3 separate regions of the Sus scrofa genome follow, and all the other regions are linked to region 2. Evidence: chromatin contacts called from public Hi-C and promoter capture Hi-C data. All regions are on one chromosome and are shown on one strand. The core of a region is the stretch at or near the end of the contact, and the rest is flanking DNA. Distances in the headings are between cores, read along the strand shown. Region 1 holds the start of BIN3 (bridging integrator 3). Region 2 holds the start of PEBP4 (phosphatidylethanolamine binding protein 4). Region 3 holds the start of CHMP7 (charged multivesicular body protein 7).

Region 1 (3,523 bases), core at 669-3,168, 250 kb before region 2:
CTAAAGAATGTCCACATATTAGCCTAGGCAACCGCCATATCCCAGGGGAGTTCTGTTTCAGGAAACCACATCCTGCTGGCCAAGAATGATGAGTTCTGGACTAGGAATTTGGGGAGTGGCGTTGTCTCTGCAGCAGCTCAGGTTGCTGAGGAGGCATGGATTCAATCTCCAGCCTGGTGCAGTGGGTTAAGGATCTTGCGTTGCTGCAGCTGTAGCATATGCTATGGCTGTGGCTTGGATTCAGTTCCTGCCCCGGAAACTTCCATGTGCTTTGAGTGCAGCCAAAAAAAAAAAAAAAAAAAAAAAATCTGGAGGAGTCCTGGGCTCTTGTTCTTTGATCCTACAGTTGACCTCAGACACGTCACATCTCTCTGGGCCTTGGTCTCTTCATCTAGAGGATGGATCACATCACCAAGTACCAAAGTTGCCAGTATTTTGAGATTCCAAGTTAACTACTGACTCCAGAAGCCCTCAGGAAACAGGAGAGTGGGGAAGGCAAGTGAGATGGGGTCTGAACAGAGAGGCAAGACCAGAGAGGTGAGCAGGTGGGAGGAAGCATTGCTACCTTGGGATGAAGCCAAACGTATACTTTGGGGAGATGGGAGAGGGATGGAGTGGGAGTTTGGGATTAGCAGATACACAGAGTGGATAAACTTGGTGTTCCCATCGTGCTGCAGTGGTTAACGAATCTGACTAGTAACCATGAGGTTGCGGGTTCAATCCCTGGCCTCGCTCAGTGGGTTAAGGATCTGGCGTTGCTGTGAGCTGTGGTGTAGGTTGCAGATGCGGCTCGGATCCTGCGTTGCTGTGGCTCTGGCGTAGGCTGGCAGCTACAACTCTGATTAGACCCCTAGCCTGGGAACCTCCACATGCCACGGGTGCGGCCATAGAAAAGGCAAAAAGACAAAAAACAAAAACAAAACAAACAAAAAAATAGGCTCCTACTATATAGCACAGGAAACTCTATTCAGTGTTCTGTGATAAACCATGATGGAAAAGAATTTTTTTTTTTTTATGCTTTTTTTTATTTTTTATTTTTTTTTTTTAGGCGTTCTGTGATATGCGTTCACAGGTTATCTAATGGAGCTGTAGCGCTGTCTACACCACAGCCACAGCAACCAGATCCAAGCTGTCTTCGACCTACCACGCTCACGCACACCATGATCTTCAACCGCTGATGAGCCAGGATCGAACCCACAACCTCATGGTTCCTAGTCGGATTCGTTAACCACTGTGCCACGACGGGAACTTCGGAAAAGAATTTTTAAAAAAGAATTTCTAAGTAAAACTGAATCATTTTGCTGTATAGCTGAAATTAACACAATTGTCAATCACCTATATTTCAATAAATAAATAATAGAAAGTAAAAGGGGAAAACATGTACCTTCTGGAAGGGAAGGATTCCACCTGAGGCCCTACTGGGGCTCTGCTTCTCATCTTCAACCCCAAACCTTCCACGTAGACAGCAGGACCTTGGAGGAGACTGGCAAGCAGACTGGCCTCCCAGGAGTCTGTCAGGGGAGCACCTGCTCCGAGCTGGGCCCCATTTCCTTACCTGTGGCTCACTGGCTCAGCTTGGCGTGCGATGGGCTGAGGGTGGAGGCTGGGCTGGGGCAGGCAGCCTGCTCTCCTCTGGACCCACAAGCTTCCCTCCGTGAGCATGGTGTGCCATGTGGCATTGATCCCGGGGGGAGCTGAACTCAAAGAAGCACAAACACCAACCACTGTTGTGGAAAGTTCAGCTGCAGGGTCTCCAGACCCGGGGTTGGGAGCTGTGTCTCTCTCTTCTGTGACCAATGCACCATTCAGGCCGACCCTGACCTTCTGGGGGTGGAGTGGGAGAGAATATGAGCAAATTCGGTTTCTGAGTGGAGGAGCTTTGGGTGCTCCTGGTTTCAAGCCCGGTAACTACTGCTCCCTCCCCAGAAGTCTGAGCTAGAAGTTAAAACTTCCCTGTTCAGGTGGCAGGGATCTGCTTTAGTGGCCAAAGCTATTTACTAGAGGGCAAACAGCTGAAGAACCAGCTCTGCCATCAGACCACAGACTTCTCTCTGGAGCTTTTCATGCAGAAGTTGGTAATCAGGTGCTTCCCATTGACTCTCACCTCTGAGGTTTTCATACGTGCCCTCTCTCAAATTCCCCACACAGAGGTCTAGGGCTGATCTAACTCCTCTCCATGCCAGCCTCTAGGCAGCTAAGAGTAAGGATTCTAGAATGGATCTGAGCCGTTAGGGGCTTCATGAGAACAAGGCTGAGACTGAGGGAACCAAGTATGAAGGAGCCAAATTGATGGGCTGAGCTCCCTTGTAGCCCTGAAGGTCTTTGTATCTCAGGGAGGCTCCTGCTGCAGAAATTAAGCAGCAGGTTTCTACATAGTTTCACTCCCTGCTTCTTCCTATTCTGCACCTGTGCAGCAAGATGCCTCAGAACAACAGAATTCTCTGGGCGGTCATAGGCCAAGGACATGGGAGAGGAGTGAGGGTGGGAGAAGATGGAGGGTCTCAGAGTGAGACTTTCCAGTGGTGGGGAGCCCACATGGATGGTCAAAGGTCAGGGTGAAGTGGCAAACTAGAAGCTGGGATGGCAAGCAGAGGTCAGGGCCAGGAAGAGCTGTCTGGATCCTGGCTCTGCCTCCGAGTGGCTTGAGGGAGTCTCTTCTCTCCTCAGGGCCTCATCTTCCTTGACAGTAAGAGTCTGATTAGATCTCAGACTGCTTGTTGCTGGCTGCCTGGAGTGCTCTGTTGAGGATTCTGGGAAATCTTCTATTGATGGGGAAAGTCTGTGATTGATTAGCAATGTCTGCCATGGATGAATAAAGGGAATGGGATCGTATACATTCCTCTTTATTATTTTGTTATTTTTATGCATTAATGGAGCACTCATGATGTGCCAGCACTATTCTAAGCAGTTCACATTTAATCTTTACAACAACGCTACAGGGTAGGTAGGTATTATTATTATTAATAATATTATTAGCATGAAGGACAGTCAGTAAGTAGCAAAATGGAGATTCCAACATGGGCAACCCCCCCCACCAACCCTTAAGCCTTTTTGCCACTATGGAATACCAGCTCTTGTTGATGATTCCTGACAATCTATGATTCTGTTGAGAAAAAAATGGGGTCAGAAGATAGAAGGATCCAGGAGATGCACAAACACTGAATGGCCAGGTTGGGGTAGAGGGCGGGTGAGCACATGATCAGGCGCCTAACAAGAGATCTGACCCTGGGCCTCAGCCTGGGAGCTTTTATATACTTCCTCCAGTTTGGCACACTCAGGACCAGCAGGTGGCAGCACCTGGCAGGGTGAGAGGAAAGGGCAGCTCCTGACTTGGCATGGGAGTCCTTCAGGGATCAAACAACCCAGATAGCGAGGAAAGCACGAACGAATGAGAGTGTGGAGGAAGGCTAGCCAAGGGCCCCGAGGAGGAGGAGGGACCCAGTCTCAGACCCATAGGGAGCTGCCATGGCCAAAGATTTAGTTCCACCCGCAGAGCGAGCCTCTCAGCTTGCATTTCATGGTG
Region 2 (3,239 bases), core at 77-2,576:
TCCCTGGCCTGGGGACTTCCACATGTCATAGGCGTGGCCAAAAAATGTAATCGATAGGAGCAAAATTTGTGTTTTTTTTCTTTTTGGATCCAACTGCCTAACTTTTTTTTTTCTTTTTTCTTTTGTCTTTTTAGGGCCACACCCGCAGCTATGGAGGTTCCCAGGCTAGGGGTCCAATCGGAGCTGTAACAGCTGGCCGACATCACAGCAACAGCAACATGGGATCCAACCTGTGTCTGCAACCTACACCACAGCTCAAGCAATGCCAGATCCTTAACCCACTGAGCGAGGCCAGGGATCAAACCTGAAATTTCATGGTTCCTAGTCGGGTTGGTTAACCACCAAGCCACAACGGGAACTCCCGCCTAAAATTTTAAGGGAAAACATATTTCTCTTTCTAAAAGTAGTGTTTGTAAGAATTCAAATGCACTCAGAGAGACAGAGTAGGAAGTGAGAGTCCTTGCTCCCAGCCTCACTTCTGATGGCCTCAGAGGGATGCCAGCATACTCGGTCACCAAGCTGGTAGAGGAGGTTGCCAGCAGCATGGCTGGGGCAGCCCTGAGGATGACCATGTGTCCAGGACGATGAAGACTGGCTTTTCTGACCCGCAGGCAGGAGAGAGCCGAACTGATGAAAAGGGAGAGAAGCTTGCGCCCTTGGAAGAGACAAAGCCAGGCCTCGAGACCCAGACTTCCCTGAACAATGTCCATTGGCCACGCTCCCTAACAGGCCCACCTGTCCCGACGCCCCTAGAGCCTTGTTAGGGAACAGGAAACATAGGGAGGGTCCAATCACACACCCTCGGTCAAATAAATGCCACTTTCCTTTAAAATGCCACCTTGCTGGGGGACAGGAGGCGTTCCATGCTGGAGGAAATGATGGTCTCTTTCGGGTGCCAACACAGAGGGTGAGGCCACAGCCCCACAGGGCCCCTCGGGTTTGGAGGCCCGGGGGAGCGGACCAGATCTGCATACCCTCCTAGCCCCGAGAACCGCCCTTGGACAGCAGGGGCCTGAAAGGGTCTGAGTCCTTTCCTTGCTGTCATGTTCCGTCAGAATGGCCCCAGAGCTGCCTTATGTTCTGCCTTCCACAGAGGCTGCCTTGGGAGGCAGTGCCCCCTTGGTTCTGGAAGCACCCCCTCTTCGAGCCTCTAGCGCGGCTCTTGGGAGTGGGGGGCCACCCAGTCTTACTTGCAGAGCACAGCGTCGCTGTCAGACAAGGCCTCGTACACACATGGGTCACTGTCCTCTTCATCTCCGGGGACCGCCATCGTGAGGCCCAGGAACAGGGCTGCCGTAGCCAGCCTCATGGTCCAGCCCATGGGCACCTGGAACGGAAGGAACTTCAGTGCCACCAGGCCCGCCGCAGGGGGTGCTCTGCCCACCCCAGAGCCCCTGCCCCAGGGGCCCACCTGATCAGAACCCTCTGCTCAGTAGGGAGAAGTGCAAGGGAGAAGTTCCGGCCAGGCTGGGCTCCAGCAGCTAATCCGTACCCGGACACAAGAACCTTGGGCGGACCTGGGCCTCTTCCCAGCTGGACTCAATTTTCAGTCCTGGCTGAGGCCCCTCCTCCACGGAGCAGAGCTGTGCTGTCACTCTGCCTGCCGCCCGCCTGGGCGCAGAGCAGGCTGCAGCACAGGAGGGCTTATATAAGCCTCTTACACAGCCCCCCCTCACCCTGCCCCTCCCGAGTTACCCCTGTGCAATCAGTTGAGCCTCCTCCTTTGACTTTAAAGCAAACTCTGGGAGGCTGGTGACCCCAGGCTTCGGGTTCTGGGGGTGCTCATGACGGCCCCACCTTGCAGGGTTTTCTAGGAGCAGGCATGAGGCTGGGGTGCGCCCTTTGCACCAGCTCTGCTTCTCCCACCCACAGCTCCTCTGCCACCTGTCTTGAGAGCCTCGGGGCTGTCGGATGGTGGTCACGGTTGGACACGGTGACCCTGCGGAGGAGGGGCTGCTGCACAGGGGAGGAGGAGGGGAGGGCCACCAGGCCCTGAGGCCAGCTCTGAAGGGCCAGCTGAGGACAGAAGGGTGTGCCCGGCTGTACCTTGCACTGGTGCTGAACTCAGCACTCTCCCAAAATAATAGTCCCTGGAGAAGAAGGCCAGCAGAGCTGCTCAGGAAGGGGGAAGCTTGCACAACTCACTGCACTAGGAGGAAGGGGGGCCTAGGGCTGCGTTGAACACTTGCCTGGGACCCCTGGGTGGCCTTCGTTCCCTCAGGGAACAGGCCTGCAGGCAGGAGGGTGTGGGACTCTGATTGGAACCAGAGAGGCAGGGGGAAGATCAAAGGCAGTTCCTCCACCACAGGGGAAGGGGGAGGGGACCTCAGACACCAGTTTCTGCATTGAGCTCCACTACTTGGCTGGGGGAGGGGGGGGGTGTTGTCTCACACCTCTTCAGGATGCACCACGTCTTGTAAAAACAAATAAAATGATCCTGTCGCCCTTGTGCGGGCGAAGGAAGATGAGGGTAGGTCTAGAGTACATGCAGCTAGATCTTCAGAGAAACATTTCAGCAGAGCTTGCTTTTCAGTTGAATTCCTGCTTCCAGGACCCCAACTTGCAGCAAAAGCCCTTCTTTGGGGCAACAGACCAAACACATTTCTCAATAATCATACTCCCTGAAGTATGACAAAGGCTCCCCACCCCCATCATTCCCAAGGTCCCTCCTACTGGACAGTGTCTCCTAGCAGCCGACCCACAAAATGGTTGTGTTGAAATGAATGAATTACGTAAGGCACTTAGTAAGGTACCTGGCACTGAGGTAATGCTCAATAATTAATGGGTAGTGTAAATATTTTTCCACAGATCCATCCACCTAGCCATTCATTCACAATCCAGCTCTCCAGCTGGGTACCTCACACATGCTGAGCCCTGTGCCGGCCAGGGTACAGACTGAGCATGGTCCCTGAATTCAAGGAGCTCACAGGCAGCCAGAGGCGGAGGATGATGATGGCAGAATGGTCACCCAAGGCCAAGACACTGCTGTCTTCAAAGTGGCAGCCACGGAATTTATGTCGTGTCTCAGCGGTGAAGAATCAGGCTAGTATCCATGAGGATGCGGGTTCCCTCCCTGCTTAACCTCCGTGGGTTAGGGATCGGACGTTGCTGTGAGCTGTGGTGTAGGTTACAGATGGGGCTCCCATCCTGCATTGCTGCTGCTGTGTTGTAGGCCGGCAGCTGCAGCTCTGATTAGACCCCTAGCCTGGGAACCTCCACATGCTACAGGTGCATTCCGA
Region 3 (3,522 bases), core at 373-2,872, 220 kb after region 2:
GTCCAGGGTGAACTGAACTCAGCTTCTATTTGTACAGAGGTGACTGGGCTCTTTAAAGGGAGAACAAGGGGATAGGGAAGAGGGTAAGCCTGTCTCAGTAGAGTCAGTGAAAAATTACACAATGCAGGAAGGGAGGGTTGATCCCTGTAAAACTCATTTGGGTTTGCTAACTAGGGCTTATCAAAGTAAGACTCCTCCCCTCTCACAGAGGCTAGGAGACAGGGGCTCTGTCTTCAGGTGTTGGCTGGAACAAATAGTAAATTTTTTTTGATAACCTTGAGTTTTCTTAGGCAGGCACTTTAAGGGGGGGTAGGGTCACCTTACAAATATGCCTTCAGCTGCTAGAAACTGTTAGTTTTTGTTCACATCTTTATAGACTAAGGTTGACAGGTATAGTTAAGAAGACTTAGAGGAGCCTGTCTAGAGTGTGGTCAAGAATTTTTGTCAATTGCTATGAGTATTAAATGAGGTATTGTCTGTGAAAGTGCTTGGAGGAATAACACAAGTCATCAGTATCAACACATTCATTTACGTAACCAATCATATCACTTCCTCTCCTTTAAAATGCTTATTAAAATTCTTCCTTACACTAAGTCCCAACTACTAAACATCCTGTCACTCAGTGATAACACCCACTACATCATTTGCCAAGTATTTTACATACATTGTAACATTTCCCTCAAACAACCCTATTAGGAAATATTACTTTACAAGAGGCCCAAGGTCATACAGCCAGTGAGCGACAGAGGCCAAATTTATGTTCCACTCTGATGACTGTTACCTGGTTCCATTAAATAAGAAACTCTTTTCACCTTTTAGATGGTTCAATTAAAAAGAAAACCAGTTTATTCTTAACACACTGAATATGTCTGTTACTCGTTAAGATTTTTGTGTCTGTGTGTGAGAGAATCTAACAATTCTAAGATAATTAGAAGGGCAAGGGTCAAGGTATGCCCTTTTCAGTTTATGAAATAGTTCTCCAGCACCACCATGCATTACAGATATTAAAGCCATTGCACCGCTCTCAGGGAACGAGGGAACAGGACCCGGAATAGTAAATGCTGTATTGTTCAGCCCATGCTGTACTCTTTCATCGTGAAAGAGATCAACGATGAGTCAGAACAGTTGGAGACGGTTTCAAGGAAAATAAGAACTGAGCGCGATCTTAAGGGTATATTGATTCTGAGAAGGTAACAAAGGGACACTCCAAGATAGAGAAGGTGAGGAGTGAAAGCTTATATATCCTTGAAAATCCGGGTATACACTCTCACAGAGCTTAAGTGATCGAGAGTTTTGTTTATCCGTGACGTTATCGTAAAAGGGAGCTCACTCGGAAGTTTAAATGTCTGAAGAACGCCGCTACAAGGTGATCTGCGTGGCTGACGCTCGTGCCTCTGGCGCCCCTTAGCGGGACTCTACAGTCCTATCAGAAACCACCACAAGTTCGGCGGACAGTCGTTTGCCTCTACGATGCTTTGCCAAACTTCCCGATTCCAGACGGGGTGCGACGATGCGCACTTACCCGCTGCGCACACGCGACGTCCTCCTTACCGCACAAAGGCTGCGGGAGGAGGGGTTGGCGCAAGCGCTCTGAGTTTCTCGAAAAATAGGGTCATCATCCTACTTCCGGGCGCAGGCCGGGCGGAGACGCGTGCGCCGTGAGGACACGCGGACTTATTTCATGGGGCGGTGACGTAATGACAGAAGAGGAGGTGGCCAAGGAACGGAAGCCGGGAGGGAACCAGGACGGAAGGGGACCAGGGCCAGGGTTGTGTTCGGAGCCTTGGCGGGGCTGGGGTTCCGATGTGGTCCCCGGAGCGGGAGGCCGAGGCCCCGGCCGGGGGAGACTCGGCGGGCCTACTGCCCCCCGAGTGGGAGGAAGATGAGGAGCGCATGTCTTTCCTGTTCTCCGCCTTCAAAAGGAGTCGCGAGGTGAACAGCACCGACTGGGACAGCAAGATGGGCTTCTGGGCACCGTTGGTGCTGAGCCACAGCCGCCGCCAGGGGGTGGTGCGCCTGCGTCTGCGGGACTTGCAGGAGGCCTTTCAGCGCAAGGGCAGCGTCCCGCTGGGGCTGGCCACCGTGCTGCAGGACCTGCTGCGGTGAGGGCGGGCCCGGGCCGGGGGGCGGGGCGGCTCCCCGCGGGCAGGGACCCGGGCAGTTCTCCCGAGCGCACGCCGCCCAGCCCAGGAGCTGGCCCCCTGGGCAGTCTCTGTTTGCTCTGTGGGCGAAGAAGGAGGCTAGGTTAGGGGGTGTTGGGAGAGAGAGGGAGGAGGGTGGAGGGAAATTGAGAGGCCAGGGTAGCCTCATTACGGAGATGCAGAGGGTTTAGAGTAGAAGCCAGCCTGTCGGAGGTGACAGTGATTTGTCTGGACTGGAATCCCATTATGTAGTTATTTCGTAGGGACTTCTGAATTCAGATTACCTCGAAACATAAATGGTCCATGAGACAGGATTTATTGAACTAAGGAAAGGCAGAGCTAAGAAGACAGTTGTGGGGAAGAGGCCTGTAGGGATCTTGCTAGCAGCCTCCCAGCAGAGGTCATGTGTCTGGCCTGTCTTGGCTTATCCTTGGCACAAGCGGTTTGGAGCAGAAGACATGAGGGAGGTTGAGGGCTTTACTGAGTATCTTGGTGCCCTTTAGGTGCTACCTGTGCAACAGGTGCAGGGTTTTGGAGCTACCTCAGGTGGTAACGTGGACATCTTATACACATACAACACTTCACAGTGTGCAGGTACTTTGCACACACCATTTCATCTGACCCCCTCTGCAGTCCTGTGGGCAGGTGTCCTCAGCAGACAGAAGAGGAAACTGAACCTAAGGAGATAAGCGACTTACCTGGGGTTGCATAGCTAGTTAGAAGAATGGGGGAACTGGACCCCGGGGTCTTCTATTCTAAAGCATATGCACACGTTGTATATGTCATACCCAGAGCAGCCTGGCTGAAGACAAAAGTCAACTTTGATACATTGCTTTTAGCTTGCTGCTCTTTCTGATCAAGAGGTCTCTCCTCCTTTTCCCCAGCTCTCTTGCCTCGGCTGACATCAAAGTTTCAGTCCAGGCCCGAGATGGGGCGCAGGAGAGACAGTAGCTGAAGAAGTCGGTGAGGAGCAAGAACAGTCTGGGCTGCTTTTTTTTTTTTTTTTTTTTTTTGGTCTTTTTGCCATTTCTTGGGCCGCTCTCGCGGCATATGGAGGTTCCCAGGCTAGGGGTTCCCTACACCAGAGCCACAGCAGCACGGGATCCGAGCTGTGTCTGCAACCTACACCACCGCTCACAGCAATGCCAGATCCTTAACCCACTGAGCAAGGCCAGGGATCGAACCTGCATCCTCATGATGGTTACTAGTCAGATTCGTTTCTGCTGAGCCACAGCAGGATCTCTGAATTTATTATATTTGAAGAGATACTCTTTCTGTGGCCCTTAGCATAATAACCAGCCCATGGGAGCATTCAGTACATTTAGCAACGTATTACTAGTACCATGAAATGCTTATGTCTTATCTCCACCCTGGCTTAGGA

Evidence for each region. Promoter capture Hi-C pulls out the DNA fragments that hold promoters and counts their contacts. Hi-C and Micro-C count contacts between places; a contact is called where the count stands out from the background.
Region 1: a Hi-C map of liver shows a contact between it and region 2, with 1.8 times the contacts expected there. The contact joins the promoter of BIN3 here to the promoter of PEBP4 in region 2. A contact is called at or near these places in 7 of 47 Hi-C or Micro-C datasets (embryonic fibroblasts, liver, omental adipose tissue and 2 more) and 2 of 2 datasets of contacts at active chromatin or transcription factors (alveolar macrophages and skeletal muscle).
Region 3: a contact with region 2 is called in a promoter capture Hi-C map of fetal skeletal muscle, with 5 times the contacts expected there. The contact joins the promoter of CHMP7 here to the promoter of PEBP4 in region 2. A contact is called at or near these places in 1 of 5 promoter capture datasets (fetal skeletal muscle) and 2 of 47 Hi-C or Micro-C datasets (embryonic fibroblasts and heart right ventricle).

The regions. Positions count from the first base shown.
Region 1 is chr14:6,925,032-6,928,554 of Sscrofa11.1, forward strand. It overlaps BIN3 (bridging integrator 3), which reads right to left and starts at 1,919. Exons shown (of 11, transcript XM_021073387.1): 1 at 1,556-1,919. The coding sequence starts at 1,662.
Region 2 is chr14:7,171,315-7,174,553 of Sscrofa11.1, forward strand. It overlaps PEBP4 (phosphatidylethanolamine binding protein 4), which reads right to left and starts at 1,327. Exons shown (of 6, transcript NM_001162888.1): 1 at 1,191-1,327. The coding sequence starts at 1,321.
Region 3 is chr14:7,388,444-7,391,965 of Sscrofa11.1, forward strand. It overlaps CHMP7 (charged multivesicular body protein 7), which reads left to right and starts at 1,623. Exons shown (of 10, transcript XM_021074113.1): 1 at 1,623-2,102. The coding sequence starts at 1,804.